Linked DNA regions of Sus scrofa: region 1 is linked to region 2. The links are chromatin contacts, called in public HiChIP or PLAC-seq maps. All regions are on one chromosome and are shown on one strand. Each heading gives the region's core, a stretch centred on a gene start, on an enhancer-like site or on the middle of the called end of the contact. The rest is flanking DNA. Distances are from core to core; before and after follow the strand shown.

The links. HiChIP or PLAC-seq counts read pairs in DNA pulled down with a chosen protein or histone mark.
Region 1: a contact with region 2 is called in an H3K27ac HiChIP or PLAC-seq map of alveolar macrophages. The contact joins two enhancer-like sites. A contact is called at or near these places in 1 of 47 Hi-C or Micro-C datasets (embryonic fibroblasts) and 1 of 2 datasets of contacts at active chromatin or transcription factors (alveolar macrophages).

Annotation. Positions count from the first base shown.
Region 1 is chr7:20,334,042-20,338,358 of Sscrofa11.1, reverse strand. CARMIL1 (F-actin-uncapping protein LRRC16A) reads right to left here. Exons shown (of 37, transcript XM_013977486.2): 33 at 4,142-4,317. Among named protein-coding and RNA genes, the nearest start is that of SCGN, 54 kb to the left of the region's middle. Within about 2 kb of position 1,893, at least 21 of the 83 cell types and tissues checked have an H3K27ac peak or open chromatin away from gene starts, as enhancers often do. A contact at or near this core is called in alveolar macrophages, where this site is marked.
Region 2 is chr7:20,113,865-20,118,535 of Sscrofa11.1, reverse strand. All of the region lies in intron 2 of CARMIL1 (F-actin-uncapping protein LRRC16A), which reads right to left. Among named protein-coding and RNA genes, the nearest start is that of CARMIL1, 80 kb to the right of the region's middle. Within about 2 kb of position 3,340, at least 1 of the 83 cell types and tissues checked has an H3K27ac peak or open chromatin away from gene starts, as enhancers often do. A contact at or near this core is called in alveolar macrophages, where this site is marked.

The DNA of each region.
Region 1 (4,317 bases), core at 644-3,143, 220 kb before region 2:
AACTCCTGTTCTGTGTTTACAGTCAGGGCTCTGGGTCCAAAGTGCAGCCAGTTCCTCAGGCTGCTCCCCACAGATGGGAGGGGCGGAACCAGGAGAAGCCAGTGGGCGTGGTGACGCCTCCTGTTCTCCTCTTTGAACACCCATGTGGGCGCTGCAGCCCCTGATGCTCCATGTGATGGGGGCACTGATGCCCTAAGCTTCCAGGACCTGCTCCAGGTTGGGCTCCACTGATCTAAAAGCAGTGGAAACCTTTCTGACCTCAAGGTACAAACCAGGTAGACGGGGGCCTGAAATGGGCAGGGACTTCCTTGCCACTGAAGCAGAAGGCACAAGACGCAGATCTCCTGTTTAGAAGACAAATATAGATAAACTGCTCTGAATTCATTTTTCAAAAATCTGAGGGTGGGATGGGTTTGTGACGGCAAAGACGAGGAAGATGAGACGCCACTGTCTTAGGGCAGGAGCTGTGGCTGATGAAGTGGGGGAGTCAGCCCCTGCTTTATGGAGCAGAAAGCCCACATAAGAATGAGGCATTTAGGAGTTCCCATTGTAGCTCGGCGGGTTATGAACCCGACTAGCATTCATAAGGATGCAGGTTTGATCCCTGGCCCCACTCAGTGGGTCAATAAGGATCTGGCGTTGCCATGAGCTGTGGTGTAGGTCACAGACACAGCTCAGATCCTGCATTGCTGTGGTGTGGGCCAGCAGCTGTAGCTCTGATTCGACCCCCAGCCTGGGACCTTCCATATGTTGCACCCATGGCCCTTTTTAAAACAAAAAAAGAAGGAGCATTTAGATACAAAAAAGATAAGTCTGGTGTTGGCTTAATGATACCTAATAGTTCTATTGGCAAAGATGATCTACATCTACCTCCCATCTAAAAAAACAAAAGTTGAAGTGGGTGAGTAGACCAGGAGGCACAACGACTCCTGAGAGTCGGCCCTCCAACCTCTCCTTCCCAGCTCAACCTGCGCTTCTGACAAACCTAAAAGCAAATAGTGGCTGCCAGGTCCAAGCTTTAAGTTGTTTTGGATGAAAGAGGAGAGATTATTTGAAACACAGCTGAGCTCTGACACATTCACAATCTGCCACAGCCACACCCCCGCCAGGAGCACGGCAGTGTCAGAGGGGAGCAGTGAACACAGCAGGAATGCAGGGGCATTTCTCAGCAAGTGTACACATGTTCCACTTTCACCAGTGGAGGGTGCAGAACGGGTCTCAGAAGAAATGTGTACACGAGTGCTACACCAAGAGTGGGCAATTCTCTGCCACCATTATGCAAAACTGATTCCCAAGGAAAGGAAGCCCCGAGCCACGGGCTGCACGTGGAGCCCCCTCTGAGCCTTGGACAAGAGTCTGCAGGGCCAGGGACGAGCCTTGAATAGCCAGCCCACACCAGCAGGGGGCGCTACTGCCCCTGACCCCAGGCTGTCCAGAGGCTGTGCCTAAGCAGTCCTCAAATGCACAGTGCCTGGCCTCGCCTTTTATGGCTTCTTGGAATGTGGAGTCCTCCGGAACTGTGCTCACACACAAAAGATAAGGTGGAGCATTTAAACAGAGCTAGAAGGAAGGTGAGATAAGCAAGGCACTCAGGGCGCATTGAAGGAGGAACTGTCTCTCAGGCTCTGGCAGCTACGGGGCTGGCATCTGAGAGTAAGAGCCTCCTTAAATGATGTAGGTGTCTTACTTGGCTACACTTAAAATATAATCCTAGGAGTTGTCTTCCCTTTTTCCTTCTAGGCTTTCTGAGGTAGTTATAAATCTCCCAAATGCCTATGCAGAATGAGGATATAATAACCTAATGTCAATAACCAGAATGAGGATATGATAACCTCATTATAGGGGCCACAGAAGAAAAGATGTGGCTGCTAAGCTTTCAATACCTTTAGTTAGTCTCCTTTGTTAATAAATAATAAGTGCCGGAGCTCCCGTCATGGCTCAGTGGTAACGAAGCTGGCTAGTATCCATGAGGATGCAGGTTTGATCCCTGGCCTCGCTCAGGGGGTTAAGGATCCTGCATTGCTGTGGCTGTGGCGTAGGCCGGCAGCTACGGCTCTGATTTGACCCCTGGCCTGGAAACTTCCACAGGCTGCCAGTGCGGCCCTAAAAAGACAAAAAGAAATACATAAATGAAATAAAATAATAAGTGCCATACTTTCATTTTTACAGCTCTTTAAATACATCTACGTAAAAGTGAATAGTGTGAAGAGGAAAGTGAAGACAACATAATTTTTTTTTATCAATAGTATATTAACTTCTGGTATTATGTTGATAGTTTATAGAGAACACAGTCATATAATTTAGGGAGAAGTATCCTAAAATGAATTTATGAAAAACTTACTATTTTATTGTGCTGATGGAACACCCTTGACTGATTTCAAGTGTTAAAGCCTAAGGATTTTTTATTATCGTTGTTTTAAATAGACACTAGATGGCGCTCAAAGATTTTAAGTCGAACAAATAAAACTTAAATCCTAAGAATTTTGTCACCATGAGCCAATTTATTTATCAAATCCAAAGCACGTGGAAGAAACCCTCCGGCACTGCTCATCTCTCTATCCAAAGGCATCAGTGGAAACAGTGATAAAATAAACAGCTCATTAGTGAAAACAGTGCATTCCTGGTTGTAAAGAAATTCTCTAAAAACAGATTAAAATATAAACATTTCTTTGGCCGTCTGACTCATCAATGACATAGTCGCAGTATTTATTCAAAATTCTGACCAGCAAAGGCCACATCATGTCTCCCTTGTTGAATTATCAGAACGTAGTCTTACCCCCTCCACTCTTCCCTGAGAGCTAAAGTCAGGAGGGCTCTGAGACTAGGAAAATGGTACTGGTGGAAGAACTATAGTGAATAGCTGTCAAATCAAAAGGGATGCAGGATTTCATGAAAAAAAAAAAAAAAAAAAAAAGAATTAGTCATTTAGAAGTAATATAAAACAGCCCTCCGTGTCCCGGTATACAGTTTACCATGTACTTTCCGAAAATCAAGGGGGATGAACTATTTTATTCTGACACTTAGATAAAATCGATGTGCAACTTCCCTTTCATTGAGGAACCCAGTTTTACAGACATAAAAGCTCAAGCGAATGCACAGAAACCAAAGCCTGGCTTCATTACGTTAATCTTAGTGATCACAATAAGGATACCATCCTCAAGGAGCTACAGAAAAACAACAACAACAACAACAAAAAAAAAACAGATAAAAAGGGAAGAAAAAAATGCACAACTTTTAAAAAGAGGTTCAAAAATAATGCATTAAATCAGATGTGGGGGGCACTCAACAATTTTTAAATGATAAAGTTTTTCCTCATAGCAATAGATAATATATCTCAATGGTCAAGTGTTTGATTAACTCAGAGCTCCTGTTGTGGCTCAGGGGGTTAAGAATGTGATCAGTATCCATGAGGAGGCGGGTTCGATTCCTGGCCTCGTTCAGTGGGTTAAGGATCTGGTGTTGCCGTGAGCTGTGATGTAGGCCGGCAGCTGTAGCTCTGATTTGACCCCTAGCCTGGGAACTTCCATATGCCACAGTTGAGGCATTTAAAAGGAAAAAAAAAAAAAAGGTTCTATTAATTCTAGCAGAGTGCAATGCTCTTCTTTTTGACTTAAATCTGGAACTTACTGAGGAACTTCTAGGTTTGGAAAATGACAAATTCTGAAAGAACTGAAAAACACATCTCCCTTTATAGAATTAGAATCTGGTTTCAATCGTTTGATTTGCCTCTGGGAGCTTTCCTATCACCCATCAGCTTCAGGTCTCCATTCGGATTCAACAGACTCAGTCTTTCCCCAGAATGGAGCATGTCCCTGGCACAAGTGTCGGGTGTTTCTGACATGCACAGGAGCCCCCGAGCAGGTGGGACAAGGCCTGCGGGACGCTCAGCCACTGACCAGCCTCCAGAGGCTGAGGCTCTCCGGGACATCGCAGCCTCAGGGCCAGAGAGAAAACATGCCTTCGTATTCCATGCTCTGGGCTCTTTGGGGAAAAGCATTGTGTGTTGGGATATCTCTTTAATCTCCAGGCTGTTTCTCTGTATCTCTTTTGCCCATGAAAAAAAAAAAATGAATGGAGGCAAAAAAAAAAGACAAAGACAATAAAGTCAACATAGACACTCCTCCTCCTCCTCCCCCCTTACCTTCTGCGAGCCAGCAGCCCTCCGCTCCTGCTTGGCCTTCATCTCTGCCAGCAGACCGCTGCCCATCATCTGGACCCCGTACCTCCGTCCTCCCTGTGGGCTGCCCTTGCTGTCACTGCGCTCCACCTTCCCCACCTCCTCCCCTTGACCTTCCTCTAGGGACTCAGGTGTTTTGA
Region 2 (4,671 bases), core at 2,091-4,590:
AATGCCTGCCTTCAAGAGGCTCACGTTCCACCAGAAGGAAAACAATACAGTGACATAAATAAGGCATAAGGCATGTCAGATGTGATGCAGAAAAATAAAGCAAGGATGGAGAGCAGGGTGGAGGTGGCATGTTATAATTTTTTAACTACCAAGGAAGACTATGGGGGTGGGAGAAGGTAACATCATTCAGAGATCTGAAGGTTTAGGGAAGGGGCCAAGCCAGGTGGAATTTTGGGAAAGAGCTTCTAGGCAGAGGGAGCCAGCTAGTTCAATGACTCTGAAAGAGGAGCCTATCTGATGGGCTCGGGGCTCAACAAAAATCTGCATGTGGCTGTTGCATAATCTTGTTAAAAGCGGCATCCCACGTGGAGATTTCAAAAGGCCTCATTGCTTCCAGTTTGGGAGTTTTCTCTTAAATATAGAGCATCTGACATGCCTGTGATTCATAGAAACGTATGTGTTGTGCTTTCCCACCATCCTGACGTGCTCTAACAACTTCTTGTTTGCAGTGAGCTGAGTCCCAAGGGCTCTGGGAGTAAATTTAGCACCAGAGCAACCAAAGCCAACAGGCCAAGAACTGCAGGCAGATAGGCTCAAGGTCAAAGATGCCTATATATGGATTCAAGGAATGGCACACACGAACCCCTACCTTCACCCCCAACACCACAGCCATCCCCGTCATTTGTGCTTGGGTGTCAAGGTGGTGAGAGGTCAGCAAGAAATCTCCAAAACTGGTAATACAGCTCAAAAGAGAGCTGAAAGGAAAGAAAATACCCATCTGTGCACTTGCAAAATAATAATGCGATCAAATCTTCTTTCTTTAGGGATATAATTGAAAAAACAAAACAAAACCAAAAAAGAAGCATAAGAACACTAATTCTGAATACAGGGGAGGAGAACTGTATCTGTGAAGAACAGACTATGAGTCCCCAGTGCCCCGAGGAAGGTCAAGGCCAGAGTGAGAGGGGCCAGGACTTCGAGTCAGTCACACCTGGGCCCCCTCCGTGGTCCACTCACCCTGTGGCCTTGGCTGTGCCACTTTGCCTTTCTGAGGCTTCACTTCCTCATCTATGGAAGAGGATTCATAATCCCTCCAGGGCTAGATCATTGCAAAGATGAGAAACAGTGGATTAAATGGGGGCCAGTATGCAAAAAAGGCCAACCTCCAAATGTTCCTAGTGTGTGATTCCATTTATAGAGCAGGCTTGAAAGGACGAAATTATAGAGAACAGCTGAGTGGTTGGCAGGGGTTGAGGCAGGGGACAGAGAGAGAGTTGGCTAGGATTGGAAAAGCGTACCACGAGGGATCCTTATAAAGGAGCTGTCTGCTCTCCTGACTGTGGTGGTCACGTGAATTGTCACATGTGACAGAACTGCCGAGAACGAAACACACACACAAATGAACGCATACAAAACTTATGAAGTCTAAATAAGGTTGGTAATTTATCAATGTTCATGGCTTCATGGTGAACCTGTAACATTGTTTTGCAACATGTTATCAGTGGAGGAAATGGAGGAAAGGTATTCAAGTTCTCTTTTCTTTCTTACAACTACATATGAATCCATAATTATCTCACATAAGTGTTTTTTGTTTTTTAAAACTCATCACTTTAAAAAAGAAGGCTAGTTGGCCAGTGGAGTTCCCATTGTGGCTCAGCAGAAATGAATCTGACTAGTATCCATGAGGACGCAGGTTCAATTCCTGGCCTCACTCAGTGGGTTAAGGATCCGGCATTGCCATGAGCTGTGGTGTGGGTCACAGACATGGCTCAGATGGGGCATTGCTGTGGCTGTGGTGTAGGCCAGCAGCTACAGCTCCAATTCAAACCCTAGCTGGGAATCTCCAGAGACTGTGGGCACGGCCCTAAAAAGACAAAAAAAAAAAAAAAAAGAAGTGGCTAGCATGTTATGAGCACTCCCTAAGTGGTATATTGGGCAAGTTATCTGTCACCTATAAACCAGAACAGCAAATGCCTACCTCTTGCTTTGCATTCTAGAAGGAACACTGAGCACCGTCCTTAAGCGAGCACACTGTGGGAGGGGTCATACCAGGGAGGTCACTGCCACCATCATCTTTGGACGCCCCACCCTCCAACACCCCACTAATACCCAGGTAAAATTCATATGCTCTTTATATAACCAATGGAGAAACTGGGATAGGAATCCATTATCGCACTATTTAAAGAATATATATTCTGTCTCTGAATAATAATAACATACACACTAATGTAAAAGAGCTCTTTAAAAAGAGAGAGAGAGAATATTTTCATGGTCTAGAGCAGCATTTTCCAAACTGTTCTCCAAAGAACACCAGTCCCCCCGAAGTAATAATAAGGCTGTAATAATAACAATAACAATAACACGAAATTTAAATCCTTGGTCCAGTAAATTTGGGAAATACTTCATACACTGTCCCCTTCTAGGAGCTCCAGTGGGGTGACAAAATCCCTACCCAACTTCATTTAACCTCTATTTCTCAAATTGACTTGTTCACGAAATCATTCTATTATACTTTCTGCCATCCTGAGGAATATTCCCACGGTCTAGAATTTTAAAAGTTATTCTGCATCGACCCGATTTCTTCCCCCATTATGTACTTTAGAAGAGAAATGGGAGTTCCCATTGTGGCGCAGCAGAAATGAATCCGAGTATCCATGAGGATGTGGGTTCCATCCCTGGTCTCGTTCAGTGGGTTAAAGATCCAATAGTGCCGTGAGCTGTGGTGTAGGTTGCAGACGCTGCTCGGATCCTACATTGCTGTGGCTGTGGGGTAGGCGGGCAGCTATAGCTCTGATTCCACCCCTAGCCTGGGAACTTCCATATGTTGCAGGAGTAGCCCTAAAAGCAAAAAATAAAAAAGAAGAGAAGTGGATGTTTTTCTATAGCTAGTGGAGTAGTTTTAACTGCATGCAACTGGCCGTCAATTACTGTTTGCTGAATTATATTCGGTGCAGTTATAATTTCTAGGATGACAACTCTGGGCATAGGAGAAGTAGCATTTCCTGTTGTGGTTTTTTGGTTGGTTTTCAGTTTTGTTTTGTCTTGTTTTTTATGGCTGCACCCACAGCATATGCATGTTCCCAGGCTAGGGGTCAAATTGGAACTGCAGCTGCCAGCCTACACCACAGCCACAGCAACTCGGGATCCAAGCCTCATCTGCAACCTACACCACAGCTCATGGCAACACTGGATCCTTAACCCACTGAGTGAGGCCACGGATTGAACCGGCGTCCTCATGGATACTAATCGGGTTCACTACCACGCAGCTATGGGAACTCCCAGCATTTCCTGTTTTTTAAACTCGCTCACTTAGCTGAGAAAACAAAAGTGCTACTTTCTGAAAGTTCCTCAGAAACGTGTCTCCTGCGTGGCAGCCACCCACAACTAAAACAGACATTTACTAGAGTTCCCATTGTGGTGCAGCAGAAACGAATCCAACTAGTAACCCTGAGGTTGCAGGTTCGATCCCTGGCCTCACTCAGTGGGTTTAGGATCCGGCGTTGCTGTGAGCTATGGTATAGGTTGCAGACATAGCTCGTGTCCTGCGTTGCTGTGGCTGTGGTGTAGGCCAGCAGCTACAGTTCTGATTAGACCCCTAGCCTGGGAACCTCCATGTGCCTCAGATGCGGCCCTAAAAGGCAAATAAATAAATAAGCAATTTACAATGTGGTATGATTATAAGGAATAAGGTCACAACTAAAAAAATCCGGACTCAAAACTATAGGTCCTGAAATTTCATCAGGAGGATATAGGGCCTTTCACACCTAAAATAAGGAAAAAATGTTAACTGCAGTTATTCCTGGGAGAGGGAACAAGTTAAATTTGTCACTTCATGAAGGCGACTTCAGCTTCAATGTATTTCAAATGTCAGAGTTTGCTGAGGTCAGGCTTGGATGAGGGCAGGAGAAAGGTAAAGACCTTGAATCCTAGGGAGGGGCAAAGAGAAAATGAAAAAGGGGGGGGGTCAAAGGTATCAAAACTGAGCTTCACTTAATTCATGGGTCCCTCAAGGCCCAAGACACTGCCTTACAACTACACATTACCATTTCTAGAAATAAGCCATACTCAACTGGAAGAACCATAAACCAATTGGAAAGTTAAAAGGAATTAATCAGAATCATTTCAAATGGATGAAATTCATCAGAATCATGCATAAGAAATATGAGGGCTTTTTTAAAAAATACACCAAGCACTTGAGGAACACACACTTCAAAATTAGCTCAATTACACACATCTTCTGCCTAAAGATGGGAACTGACAGGTGTCAATCTGGCCTCCACTCTGCCTTCTCAGGGTCCCCTGCAGCATCACAGGACACACCTCCCCTCGTGACTATAGCTTTTGCCTCAGCTGTCTCAGCCTTCTCTTCTTGTTGGCCCAGAAAATATAATGGCAAAAAAATAAAAAAATAAAAATAAGTATTTTGTTGAAAAAATATTTTCCAATCGATAAGCTGAAATTGACAAAACAATTTTTAAAAGTACCTCTGGTTTAGCAGAGACCCCAGTGTGCATCCAGAACTCAGGACCCCCACCCCCAGACTAAATGAATGGGCGATAAAATAGTCAACAGAAAATGTCTAAGTCTGCCTGCTGAATAATTGAAGCCCCCTAATGGTCAATGGAAATATTCTTACAAGGAGCTTAGGTATCTTGTGTTTTTTAATTTTAT